Linked DNA regions of Danio rerio: region 1 is linked to region 2. Evidence: chromatin contacts called from public HiChIP or PLAC-seq data. All regions are on one chromosome and are shown on one strand. The core of a region is the stretch at or near the end of the contact, and the rest is flanking DNA. Distances in the headings are between cores, read along the strand shown.

What was found. HiChIP or PLAC-seq counts read pairs in DNA pulled down with a chosen protein or histone mark.
Region 1: a contact with region 2 is called in an H3K4me3 HiChIP or PLAC-seq map of gastrula embryo, with 3 times the contacts expected there. The contact joins the promoter of hapstr1a here to the promoter of grin2aa in region 2. A contact is called at or near these places in 2 of 4 datasets of contacts at active chromatin or transcription factors (embryo and gastrula embryo).

What each region holds. Positions count from the first base shown.
Region 1 is chr3:26,341,881-26,349,123 of GRCz12tu, forward strand. hapstr1a (HUWE1 associated protein modifying stress responses a) reads right to left here and starts at 1,437. Exons shown (of 4, transcript NM_001328166.1): 1 at 951-1,437. The coding sequence starts at 1,146. It overlaps usp7 (ubiquitin specific peptidase 7 (herpes virus-associated)), which reads left to right and starts at 6,343. Exons shown (of 31, transcript XM_686123.10): 1 at 6,343-7,238. The coding sequence starts at 7,157.
Region 2 is chr3:25,806,523-25,814,094 of GRCz12tu, forward strand. It overlaps grin2aa (glutamate receptor, ionotropic, N-methyl D-aspartate 2A, a), which reads left to right and starts at 6,037. Exons shown (of 14, transcript XM_068218021.1): 1 at 6,037-6,349. atf7ip2 (activating transcription factor 7 interacting protein 2) reads right to left here and starts at 487. Exons shown (of 12, transcript XR_012401000.1): 1 at 328-487.

The DNA.
Region 1 (7,243 bases), core at 187-2,686, 530 kb after region 2:
TAAAAGACTGATATTCTTTTCCATATTCACTTCAACTGTATTGACAAGTGCTCTTTTTATCAACTTAACTCTCACTATGGAAAATGCTTAAGTAATAAAGTAATTATTTCAGGTGTTCTGCTATGTCCGTTACAAATATTTATAGAAATATTCCCCTAAAGCCATACAAAATCCTATTACTGAAAATTATGAAGGTAATTAAAGAATGTTAGGGAATAACATACTGCTACTATTCACACTCATTGCATTCCTTCCATAAAATGTCAGACCCTAACCCTTCTATTCGAGTTCTAACATATCAGGTGTGGAGCAGATAGCATATAACATCATAGTATTTAACTTGAATTAACCATCCCTTTAAATAGCACTCCTTGTTTTTACCAGGCAAGTCGTAGAAAGCACATACCTGGAAGGCATATTGCAACATATGTGCGTTCAAAGTGCCTGTTACACAAAGGGAGGTTACGTTAGTGAAGTGCCCTAACGTTAGGTTTTAAAACACAGCCACAATGGGGAACAAGCTAGCTCACTAACCGGCAAGTTGTTAAAATCTGCTTTTTCTTAAAGAATACACAACGTGAGTGTGATCTGCTTAAATACATGTTGTCCTCTACATATAGTTAAACCGAAAAAAAAAAAATGTGTCAACGGGCTAACTAGCCGACATTCAGGCTAGCCGGTTAGCAAGGCCAACAACAACAACGAACAAACTGTCAAACACAGCCAGACCGGCTAAAGCTAATCATTAGCCACACGATCAGAACAACCCTAAATCTTTTTTTATCACTTTAATGGTCAAACCATATAATAGGCTTTTCACTTCGAAAAAAATGTGGGTCAGTCGAGAAACACCGGGTTTACGCAATTTGTTTCTAGAAACGCACGGTTCTTTAGCCAAGCTGCTGGAAGTCGGAGGGCCGCTAAAGGGGTCTCTTTCTCCGGTCACAGACCTTTATAAAGTTGCGCTACCGCCGTAGCGGAATTCTGAAAGAGGTGCCACATTTTCTCCTGGTCCTGGTCCACCTCCTCCTCGCTCGGTTCTTCCCTCTCGGCCTCAGCGAGGCACTGGCGCTCCCATTTGGAGAACCAGTGTTCGGGTCCGTGTTCGTGTATCTCCGCTTCGCTCTCCTCCTTCTTCTCCTCCATGATGAATACCGAGAAACTTCGTTGAACTTCTGATGGCGTTCTGAGTGATTTCTTGTTCTTTGGGTTTAGTTAGCGTTCTTGAAACCACACACCGCCTGCCCGGTGTCCGTTAATATCCTTATATCTGGATTCACAGTTCTGATTTAAAACGAAATGAACTGAAACGCTTTGTCTTTTGTGACGCCGAAATCTAATTACCCAAGGCTGTATCCGTCTACCCCGGTTAGAGGGTCGCTTTTGCCCTGCGCAGTTTCAGGCATTCCCTCATGGGGGCGGGTCCTGTTTAAAACACGCCCATGTTAACTGCGCATGCCCACATATCCGCTGTTGCTTTGATCTTAGGATAAAAAGTATCAAAAACAAAATCGTGTTCTTTTATGCTAACATTCTATTCTAACCCTTTGGCTGCAACGCTACCTAACGGTTGACCATGTTTTTACTGTTTTAAATAATGATAAATAATGGATTACACACACAGCATTGTTGGTTTAAAAATAAATAAATAAAATATAATCCTGGTGCACTACTACACTTGATTTTGATTTTATTGTGAAAAAAGAAAAAGAAAAAAAGTAGAAAGCATGTTAAATGAGAATCTGAAATATTTTATGGCATACTTTAAAAAGGTGATTTAGTAGTCACAATTTCATATATTTCATAGTTTATGAAGAGGCTGATATTTTAGAAATTATGGGATATGTTGAAAAAAATGCATAGAGTGTGTTAACTAGACATTAGAAGCTGAGAAATGTAATCCAACCACTTTTTTTCTTAGTGGGGCAGATAAAGAATTAAAGACAAAAACACGATTAATTACATTTAATTACAATTTTGCACAATTTATTTTGATCGATATAGGCTACTATAGCCCTTGTCTTGCGTATTTTAAACACAAATAAAGAAACTTTGATTTTTTAGATAAATATGAAAGATAGTAAGAGCAGAACTGTGGTGTTGATGTACACAAAAAAGAGGCAATACAGGTAGAAAAAATAACTAGGCCTATAATTTACATTTTGTTTACTGAAATAAATATTCATTGGATTTGCAATTTTTTTTCTTAAAGTTACTGGGTCCAAACTATTTATATAGGCTGAATTTAAACAAACACATTAAATTGAGCAAAGTTCAGCTCAATTTGATTTTATTTAAATTCAGTCCTAATTGTAAAAAAAAAAAAAAAAAAAAAAAAAAAAAAAAAGTTACCTTAAAAAAATTAGTAAATACAATGAATTATTTTTTTCAGTGTATCTATCTCATACACAACTCTACACTACTGGTCAAAAGTTTGGGGTCAGTGTTTGTTTTTTAAGAAAAATATTCTGTTCATCTAGGCAGCATTTATTAAATGTAAAAAAAAAAAAAAAGTTAAAATATTTATTAAAATTTTAAATAACTGCTTTCTTATTGTATGTAGTTTCAAATGAAATTATTACTCCAGTCATTATTGCTTTTATTACTGTTATTATTAATAATTGAGAATAATAATAAATATTAGAGTGATTTCTGAAGGATCATGTGACTCTGAAGACTTCAGTGATGACGCTAAAATTAATCTTTATTATTCAAATTATTAAATTAAATTATAAACTACTTTTGAACAGTTATTTTATAGTGCAATAACATTTTACAATTTTACAATTTGTACTGTATTTTTCATGAAATAAATCCAGCCTTGGTGAGCAGGAGAAGTTTTATTTTTAAACATTTTAAAATCCTACTTACACCAAACCTTTGACCTGCAGAAATTATCTGTTCTTTTTTTTATTGATGCATTAAAAGAAATTAAAAATAATTTAAATCTGACAGCATCATATTTGCATAGATATCATTGACCTACATACACATTCATAAAAATAAAAAGTTTACTGCTTGAAACACTAATAACTGGAAAATCTGTGTCGATACATTTACCAAGTGTAGCCTATGTTTTGCTTAAACATTAAAAATTATTTTTCTGAGCAAGTAATGTGGATGTTTTTGTGAGTAAACCACTTCAGATCTGTGGGCAGCATTTTTGAAGAACTTTAAGTTTGATTTACTTGTGGTAAAAAGTAGCCTACTGCAACCTGTAAGCCATGGTTTAAAAAATGTAATTGAAAATCCATTAAACATGCTACTTATTTTCAGCACTAGCCATTTTAAGGCAAACGGTTTAATTCCAATAAAACACATATAATTATAAATTTCGCCACTTGATGCGGTGCTCATTGCTTTAGATAAAAGTATGCAAACAATTTAAATAAAGTCTGTCAGAACTCTTGTTTCATTGTTTATAAAAGATTGATAGCTGATATGCATTATGGGGATGAAAATTGAAGTAAATATTACACTATAAGTCACTTATACATTCCCAGAAATGGGTTGCGGCTGAAAGTGCTTGCACTACGTAAACATGTGCTGGCTAAGTTGGCGGTACATTCCGCTGTGGCGACCCCCGGATTAATAAAGGGACTAAGCCGAAAAGAAAATGAATGAATGAATGAATGAAGTAACTCATACAGGAAATGTCATCATATTTAGCATTTAAGTTCTGAAAACATTTTGTAGAAATTTCTATTAAACAGATGCACAGCTAGAGTTTTAAAGCCAACGAAAGCTTAGTGTCGCTACTTTTAATTACACAATGTTGTTTTTACAGCATCGATGTTGTAATGTAATTACAATACGTTCAGTTAAATAGAGTTAAGCATTTAGTTGTTCAAGCGTAAAATAAGATGAAAGACTGTTGTAACCACTAGCGCCGTCAGTAGCAACAAGCTAGTGCAGAAATTCAATTGAAAATACTGGGGTGATATAAATGTCTATTTAAAAACATGGCAGGGGGAAATGGAATTTAATGCCGTGCTTCTTGTCCGTTCTGACACCCATTTCATACTGTATATCTAACAGGCATTAAAATTGTATTTTTTAAGAAATCAGATCTTAAACGTGACAATTTTGTAATGGAAAAACAGTTCACCGGAAGCTGTTAAGCTGCCTGGCTGAATATCAATATCACAATGTGCAAATATTACAATGGGATATTTTAAATTATGCAAAGTGAAGACAGCTGTCAGGTACAATTTAGTTACTTCACTTATAAACTCTTGTTTTCTCAAGGTTACAGATGTTTTAAACAGGTGAATGTGATACGCTTTATCACATTTGTAGGTGTAACATCTGTTAATTCTGTAATCATTATGCATTAATGTGGAAAGCAGATTATGTAAAGCCACTGATAACATAAGGGCTCCTGGTGTGAAACAGTTTACAAGCTTTGATTATGAAATCAACTAACTTTATTATTAATTGTTCAATATCACAGTGTGCAAATATGATGCTCTTCAGTAAGAAATTTTAAATTATGCCAAGTGACAACAACTGTCATGTACAATTAAGCTTTACTCCTCATAGATACTCTTTTGTTTGCTCAAGGTTATATGTTTTTTTTTATATAAAAATACCTATTTATATATACAGATGTCAGTAGATGTAATATCTGTTAATTCTGTAATCATTTTGCATCAATGTGGAAAGCAGAATATATATGCGAACACTGATCACATTAGAGCTCCATGGTGTGAAACAGATTACAAGCTTTGATTATGAAAATTTAATATGAAATTTTGCACCTAGGTGGCGCACAATCGCCTTACGGCAAGACAGTTGCTGGTTCCAGCCCCAGCTGGGTCAGTTGGTGTTTCTATGTGGAGTTTGCATGTTCTCCCTGTATTTGCATGGATTTCCTCCGGGTGCTCTGGTTTCCCCCACAGTCCAAAGACATGCACTATTGGGTAAGCTAAAATTGGTCGTAGCGTATGTGAGTGTGTGCAAGAGTGTGTGGAGTGTTTCCCAATGTTGGGTTGCGGCTGGAAGGGCATCCGCTACATAAAAAACTTGCTGGATAAGTGGTTGGTTCATTCCGCTGTGGCTACCCCTGACTAATAAAGTGACTAAGTCGAAAAGAAAATGAATGAATGAATGTATGAATATAGCATTTTCTATATGACCTGCACTGTGCATAAATAAGTCTAAGAATTGTGCTGAGATTGTGCACTTAATGCGGTTTTGGCTTATAATAAATTAAAGGTTCTGGCTATTTTATTGACCATATCAATGTCATAATGAACCACACTGTTTTTTAAATGAATGTTACAGTATTCAACAAAATAGCAGAGAACATTAATTCTGTTTTTAAAGCTTGAATGATAATATGTAGACAGGACCCAGCTGTTGGCCTTCCTTGCTAATATTTTTGACTGATTAGTTCCACCTCCCAAACCCCCTCACACACACCTCCCATGACTTGACATTGTTGTAGACCTGTCAGTCTCAGTGTAGCACAAAAGACATAACTGGACATACTGTCAACATAATGGTGCTAACAAATAAAATTATATTAAAAAAATAAAATATATAGGCAATTAGAGCCATAAGAATGATGAACGAATTGATGCGGTTTCCAAATTATTGTAAGCTTTATCTAATGGTGAAAAATCAATTCATCTTGTGATGGTGATGCATTTTGCATAATAATACACACACAGCTGTAAGCCATTGTGTTAAAATTATTATTTTTTACAATTATGTTACATGCAAAAAACAAAAATTGTTAATTAATTTTGGCCTTTAAAAACAGATAAAAATGTTTTCTAAATGACCTATTGGTCTTTTGATAAAAGTAGCTGTATCCTGTATCAGGTTTAAATACATGTTTTATTTTATTTTAATAAATACTTTTTTCCTTTGAAATTTAGATATTCGTTCCTTTTACGTTTAATACAGGTCCATATGTTCTATTATTTATCCTAAAACTCTGTAGAAATAAATTCAATACTAGTAATTCACATCAAGATTGAATTCAATTTATAATTATTGTTAATATATTACTCATTTGAATTAAAATTATGGGATATGCACAGTTCTTATCTCAAGGCCATTTATTAAACGATTGTTTCTAAATAATTGCAAAAATAATATATTTATAAAAACAAATTTCAACCCACGTGCTACATAATCTGTAGAGATGCTGCTAAGCTGGCAGCAAAACAAAAAAAATAACAACAACAACAATAAAAAAAAAGATTAAAACCGCTAAGTTTCAATAAAGTCTAGTGTGAGGAAGAATTTGTGTTTATGGCGCTGGCGGTGTGCGCCACTGTTTGGATCTCCATGCGGATGTGACATTTCAGAGAAGAGCGCGACCGCCATTTTGAGTTTTACCTCAAACTGAACATCATAAACCACGGGAGCGGGTGAGAGAGGCTCTGGCCGTGACCGGGCAAAATTATCTTTTCTGCGTTCAACAGCCGTTTGGGATGCAGGTTAAGGGTGCAATTAAGCGTTAGGTGTTCAGGCTAGTTTCTCTTGTGACAACGGCGAGGCGAAACGCGGGCATCTTTGTGAGTTTGAACTTCTAAATTAGTGCGATTTCACATTAGAGTCTGGTTTGAATGGATAGGCTTTTTCTCCGCTCCCCCCCAGAAGAGGGACAATCGGAGGAGCAAACGGACTGGAAATATTGCATGGGAAGTTGTATTTAATATAATCTCTCGGGGGCGCGTGAGTCGCGCTGTTTGTCGTTTCATCACTTTTGCTAGCTCCAGCTGGGCTATCAGTGTTTTCCCCGGCTGCAGGTTGTTGTGAGTTGTATTCGCCCCGCACTAGTAAGTACTGGGGAAAGCCGGGGTTTCATTCATCGGGCCTTCGCGAAGCAGAAGCCCGAGACCACCGACTACCCTTAACGTTAGCATCCCTTCACCCAGGCGCCGAGATTGGGCGAATAGCGAGCAAATACGTCCGCGTTTCTCTGCCTGCTCCCCCACCGGCCTCCCTTCCTCCATCCCCGGCGCTGACAGCAGACAAGGCCGAGGTCGTCTTAGTGCAGGCCCAGCCGCAAAGGCTCGACCTGTTTACCCCACCTCCGCGTCCTCTGACTCCCAACCAGCCTCTGCCCGCGGAACCGCCACCAGACCGGCCCGAGGGAGACAAAGAGCCCAGGCATCATCTCATCCTTTCAGCCGCCACCATGAACCACCATCACACCCAGCAGCAGCAGCAGAAAGCCGGCGAGCAGCAGCTCAGCGAGCCCGAGGACATGGAGATGGAGGGTACG
Region 2 (7,572 bases), core at 4,787-7,286:
TTAACAGTTACTAAATTTAGCGATGACAACAACACGCTAGCGTACGGTTACTACTGACAACCGCAGCTAACGCTGATGCTAAGATTTACTTTGCTATTCTGGTTCAGAGAAAAAGACGCAAAGTCCGACCGTGGCAAAATTCAAATGCTCAGTAAATAAGCTGACTGTAATAAACAAAACTTTCTATTTGCCAACACGTGCATTAGCAGCGCGTTTTGGGAAAGCATGGTTTTAGCGCTCGCCATAAAACGAGCGTGACAAACTCCAAAAGAAGCCCGCGAATACCGCGTGCATTGTCCTGCCAAAACAATCTCAAAAATAACCCACCTTGCAAATCTCTAACTTAAACAGTAGGTAAATAGCTTAGTGTGTGTTGACACAGCGGGGATTTCATCCGATATTGGGCTTCCTTAATAAAATAAGTCCTTCCACGAGAGGTCCTGGGGTAAGCGGCAACTGCTTCATAAATGATGAGTCGTTCATCTGAGTCGAATCTTTTCAATGAATTGTTGGAATCGGTTCTTGCAGGAATGGTTCGAGCGGCTTGACGAGTCAACAGTTCTCAGATTGAACAGCCTATTTGACATGTTTAGTTCGTGATTTACTGTACTAGTCTATTGATCCAGTAGAAGGGAGTGTTTGAGTGTAATTGATCAATTATCTGGTGCAGTGAACGTTACATTTTCAAATAAAAAAATAAATGTATTTCTAAATTATGTTTTCATTAGAATTTACTGTCAAGTAATGGATACAGGACATCCTTTTAATGTCAGATGGAATAGGCAACTATTTACAAAGGTTAAATACGCTTTAACACAGTATATCAATGTGAACACCCAGAAATGTATCCTGGCTGAAATTTACTTAGTCGGTCATCTGAACCGATTCTTTGAAACAAACTCAAATGATCGCTGACCCTCAATCACCACCAATATATGGTCAGACTGGGAGCTGATCGGCTCAGTGCTCCCGCAATCCTTGTTTTTATCAGTTTTGCTTCCCTGTTTGTTTATTTATTAGGTATTTCACCCCTCACACTATTGAGTTTAGTGTAGTGAAAAATGAACACATTAGCCCCTCGAGGATAAAGCGCCACCCTGCGGTTGGAGATGTTGGATGCGGACCTGTGCAGTGCAATCTGAGCTGCATCCAGTGCTTTTTAATGAGTTCACCTAACCCCACCTCTAACCCTACCCCTCACAGTGACATCACTTGCACTATTAAGGGCATTGTCTGACATTGCATCACCGAGATATGCAGTCTCAGCTTGCATCATAAAGGCTGCATCCATTGGAGAAATTACATAAATTAAGCATCCATTGTACAGCTCAGGTATATAATGAAGTGTTTCCCTTTCTAAAAATACCCAGTTTACCGCATCTGTGATTGAGATATAAAATGTTATGGCCCAGGAGCACCCTAGGGTCCAACCGGCATTAGCATTTCCCACACATGCTTTCAGAGGGATGCTGCAAATTATTATGCTGCTATACCACTGTGCAGCAAAGTATAATATTTCTTTTTAATGGTTGTGTGTTGTTGGACACCCTACAGAAGGGTATTTTATGCTAATGGTACAAGCAGGGCTATACTAATGCTGAGGTGGGCTGCTGCTTAGCAGCGATGCCTAAAAGAACCATTTATAGTTTTTCAAATAACCTTTCAGTCATCTGTTCTTAAAAGGACAAATTATTTGGTCTCAAAAACAAGATAATTAGAATAATTAAAAAAAAGATTAGCATGGTATTTAAATCAAGAATCTTTTTGTGGAATGGAAAGAAGGGTCTTTGTGGATTTGAACAGGTTTTTCAACAACAAAACATGTTTTACGTTTGATTTCCCTCAGTATTGAATATTTGGTTGCACTCTGGCATTTAGACTATCATAGATATTTCTTTGATAAAGGCATTGCTGTCTTTTGAGATTTGAGGGTTGTGTATATGTTTATGCAAGTTTAGAGAGCGTCCTGTGTATTTCTCCAGCAGGCTTCATCTGAGCTTTGTTACCTAATCTTTGGTTGCACAGTCTTGATTTAACTGTTCACATTGTCTTTGTTTTGCAGGGGCATTCACTTTGCATTACTTCTCAAACAGACATGATACCGCTTCCCTGCATTCACGCGTGACTTTATACCCAGTGCCACAGTAGATATAGTATTAGGCTGAAATACAAAAACCCCCAGGGAAAACCGAGAGCTGCGGTTTGAGCCTCAGCAATAACTTGATTTTTATTTTCTTTCTTATTTTTTATTTCCTTTAAAGTCTTTTTTAAAACTAAATTTAAGTAAGAGTGGTGACAGTGTCCAAAAAAGAAAAAAGAAAAGAGAAAAGACCAATGTGTTGGCTGCAGAACATACCAAAATAGAAAGAAAAATAGGCTCTTGTTTGGGCTCTTTAATGTGCTTTGACATGCAGAATAAATTGCAGATGTGCTTTAAAAAAACAGCATATTCAGAGAGTTGAAGACAAGATGAACATGTTTTCTTTCGAGATGTAATGGCGTCAGTCATGCTCTGCACCTTTGGAGCAGTCCGCTAATGAGTATCATGTTCATTTCAATTGCAGAAAATGAGGAAATGGCCATTTGCTTCTGTCCAAGTAGGTAATGAGAGTTGGGGGCTGGGAAAGTGCTTAGACTCTAACAATTTTCCATGAGTTTGAGTTCTTCCTACAAAAGCTGGAGACACTGCAGAATATGCTTTCCTGTGACTCATGCCTGTGTTTTGAATGCAGTTTGAATATACTGTAGTGCAAGTCATGTTTGCTAAAATGACTCATGGAGAGTTTTCAAAATAGGGAGGAAACATCATCTATATAGTGCTGTTTGATTGCATTTCCTGAGGGGAGCTTGTTAGGGGATAAAACAATCAAGAATTATAACCTATTATTAGTAATGAACAATAGTCTCGATTAATCACAGCTTTGACTGCCAAGGACCACCCAAGAGGCTGTTGGACTGACATGTAAAGCAACCATGCACAGACTGTTTTGTTTGGCGACACATTTAGGGGCATGAAAATGTAAAGCTGATCTACAATGGATTATGTGTAGCATTGGCCAAGTAGTGAAGTGCTGTCAGGTAAACCTCACTCCTCTGACCTCTAAAAGGTGCTCTAGCGACAGACACTAGAGGCCATGGTCTTTAGCTTCCTTGTTAGAGCAACCGACTCCCATGTGGAAAGTTGCAAGTTCGATCCTAGCTTGGAGTGGGTTGGGTGTAGGCCTGGCGGGGTTACATTGGTGCTGTGACCCAGATGGGAGTGAGGTTTATGAGGGTGAGTGTTGAGGCCAGCTATAGTGAAGTGCTGTGCAGGTAATCCTCACTCCTCTGACCTCTAAAAGGTGATTTAGCAACAGACACTAGAGGCCATGGTCTTTAGCCTTGTTAGAGCAACCAACTCCCATGCAGAAGGTCGCCGGTTTGATCCCAGCACAAAGCGGCTTGGGTGGTGTAAGATGGGTGGGGTTACATATGCAGTACAGTAAACAAGTTAATAAAGAATGGCATGTTTAATGAAATGTTCAGGTTTCGTTTGTGATACTTACATTTTGGAAGACTTAATGTACATTTAAAAATTGAAGTATTATGAAATTAAACAATTGGTCTGTGCAAGAAAATTAACATCATTTACCACATTTTAGATCTTTGATTAAAACAATCTTTTCAGTAAAACAGTAGATTCATGATAGTGTTGAGTGTAAGTGTCTTGTTAAATGTTCTGAAACAAATTCACACAAGTTAATGCTGTTTTTTTTTACAGTAGAAAAGGGGAAGCATTGTGAAGCAACGGGTAGCCTATTTCTGCCCATTCAAATAAATAAATAAATACACTGGATTCAACTAAGCAACTAGGTAGGAGCTTTCTATTGGATAATTACTGCATTGATGAATGTGTTTCAGCTGATAACAATTTATTTATTGCCCTGATGCAGATTGTCTTCTCATTCATTAAAGCGGTTCAGTGGTTCTCAGTTCCGGTCTTTGGGGACCTACCTGCAACCCCCCTTACATTTTGTATATCTTCTTAACTTAACACACATCAGCTTGTTCACAAGAAAATCTACTAACTGATCCTTGTGTGTCAAATGACAGAGACATACAAAATGTGCTGGGCTGGTCGTGCCAAGAACCAGAATGTCTTACATTAAACTATGTTAAAACTACATCTTGTGGTCGTAGAAAAGATAATTTAAATTGTTTTAGAATGATCAAATTATTGGCATGTATAAAGCAAAGAATCGTCTAAAGAGATTACTGAAACTACTAAATGGGTTAAGAACTGGAAGCATAGTGGGGAATTATGCTATTAAAAACTGGAAGCATCCCAGCAGACACACAACATCAAAAGATGTTAATATTAAGTTAGATTTAGGTTGCAATGTCAGGTGACCAAAATTCAGTGTCTAGCCAGCGTCTAAGGGCAACGTTGTTTTAACATCCAATAATGACATCAAATGATGTTGAGATTTGGTTGATTTTAGGTTTTGTTGGAAGGTGACCAAACGTCGCAATGAGTTCTGACGTCAACCCGATTTTCATTTACAAACAAAATGCAACGTCCCCACAACACTGGGCTGCAATGTCAATCTAACAACATGTTGCATGTCTGACAACCTGTTGCAGTCCAAATGTGGTTGGAAATAAATCTGGCATGATTCAAATTAGCGATCACTTAAAAATTTGGCTAAATCAAGTTATGAAAAACAACAACAGACTTTAAGGCCTTCTTTTTTAAGAAAAAGAAGGGGAAAAAATTAACTCATGAATTGGCTACCACAGAGCCCAGATCTTAACCCTATTATGAATCTTTGGGATTTGCTGGAGTAAACTTGTGCGGTGGTCTGATTTTATCAACAGTGCAAGATCTTGACAAAAGATTCATACAACTCTAAATGTTGTGACATTGCAGAAACATATTTCATGGTAACTGTGTGCCCTAATCAAAACTAAAGGCAGTCCAATGAAGTTTTAGAGTGTGTAAATTTCTTTTGGTCAGGTAGTGTATGTTCCCACTACTATCAGAGTGATGAAAGCCAATGACTTTTTCTGCAATCTTTAATGTTCTGCTAAATAAAAACCTGTGCATAAGCCTGGAAGTATAAGAAAACATCTCAGTTTTCCATTTCAGTGAACTGTTCCTTCGATAGTTAAACTAGCTTAACATTGTCTACAAAACAATATCAATGTGCAGTGGTTTATTCTAAAATTGTCAAATGTTATACTTGTTTTGAGTAAATAGTCTATATTTTGTTATATCTGTTGAAGTTTTATGTTGACTAGGCCTTTATAAACATAATATCAGTAAATAACATTCAAGGTTATGATCCATAAATACCTGAAACACTGTCACTGCATTTTACTTTTTTGTTCGTGATTTACTTAGATATGAAAACGTAAGAGAAAAAACAAAACGCAGAAGCTAAACCACTCTGATCGGTTAGCCATTATGAAATTCTGCACAAATAAAAGGCTCAATGATTCCTTAGTCTTATAGAAAAGTACTGGTGAACGAATGCAGAAAAAAACGCATCGAATCGAGCATAATGAACAGTCAGTTGAGAATAATGTGAGGTGTGTGAGTGAGAGCAGCATCTGCGCTGTTCGAGCCCCGCTCACTGTACATGGCAATGACGAGCTCAGTGGTTTCCGCAGTGAAGTTTGGCTCTGGAATTTCAAACGCTCATACGTCACCGAGGCAATCCTCGCCGAAATCATTGAGATCACTGAAAAAAGCAGAAGAACCACGCCGCGAAGGGTTAAAGCTTCACAACCGAGGTAATAGGCTTTAACAACCCGCATTAAAGTCTTAAAGAGTTTGTAAATATTTTGTTTAATATAACTTTTACAATTTGTGTAAAGCCTAAGTTACGACAAGTGGCGGTTGACATGGTGTTTAAACGCTCGGATGTTTGAAACCGTTGACCAGCGCTCAAGATTTGACAACAGAGAAATGTTTTCTTCTTAGGGGTGCCTTGCTCTAAAACAGGGTGTAATTCTCATTTTCACCTTAAGGATGTGTTACTGACGGCATCCCTCAGTTCCAGAGAGGCTGTGGGGAAAGAGGACTGTGAGACTGTCCTGTGGTCCTGCTTGCAGATTCAGTCCCATTTTCTTGCGGATTCAGTTTCCAACGTTCGAGTCTCGCGGTCCTTCTCATCGAGGAAGAGTCATGGATAATTCATAAACATGCAAACCACTGGATTAATTTGATTCGCATGGTTCTGTGGTTGAACTTCAAGGATTCGTCGGTGGGAATAATTATCCATATTTTCAACCTGGCTGGTGAGAGGAGGACTGTTGCAATGTCATCCCATTCAACATCTCTGGAGCTTTGTGGAAGAGGGATGCTGTGAGTATCATTGTTTCTCTCTCTTATGATAAATTTCGCTTGGTCCATTGCGGTTTATTCTTCAAAGGACAGTGGAGAACGAGCAAAAACGTTTTAAAATCCAGTCCCGCCATCCAGCTACACTGAAATTAATTTGATGCAGGAAAACGCGGCTTTCCTGCATCATTAGGGATGCGCGGTCCTAAAAATAGGGACGAAAGGGGGAAAAAGAGGGATTTGTTAGTTTATAATGATAGGATGTGGGTTTTTTGAACCATAGGAATGTTTTGTCGAGTTATGTTCAAGAACATGCTCTTGTTTTACCTGAAAGAAAACTCGTGTCATGATCATGTGAGCACATCTGAGGATTTTCCCTCAGGAGTGCGCTTCGCTTTTGCTGGATAAAACAAGATGTTTTCCTGATGAACGAGGTAAAATATAAAACAAACAGCAGAAAATAGATGAATGTGACATTTTAAAGAGGTTTTACAGATAAGAATACTTGTCCATGCTTCCTTCTGATATGTAACAGATGAATGCGGATTTTGGTCGAGTTGTTGATCCAACTTCGAATAGGCTTGCATACTTTTCTGGTTAAAACGTAAAGATCATCTTTTCGTTGAAAACGGCGGTTGTTAATTCATCTTTCTTTTTTGTCAGAATAATTGATGCTATCAACCTTGAAAGATGTTTCTGTTGTACATTTCTGACGCGTTAATTTCCTAATATAATGCTGTCCTATAGCGTACTGTGGTTCCAGCTGAGAACGCAAAACGAAACGCGTCAATAGGGGGCGCGCTTGCATAATGGTCGTTTTGAGCAAATTAATGAGGTATCAGAAGGAATATTCATCTAGATATATTCCCATGTTAAGATCTCTGTCACGTTGTTAGAACACTGATATCGCATTTGCCAAAAATAACAAATCAGGCTAATTTTATTCAGTAAACCCTTAATTATTGTTTATTAATCTCCACATCTCTCTTTCTCCCTCTCTAATTAATTACATTTATATAAAATATAAATAAATGCAGTATGCAATTGTCAAAAGACCTGGCCTCTGGCTAAAGTCTCTCAGCTCTGCATTCATTAGTTTTGACACATGTTTCACAAATATACTCATTTGATGATTAATTTAATTTTCCATATGTTCATAACTTGAACATTTTTGCTGCAATTGTTTTGAACATGAATGTCTGTCACATTATCTGTGTTTTACAAAAATGCACCCTTTCCTATGACTT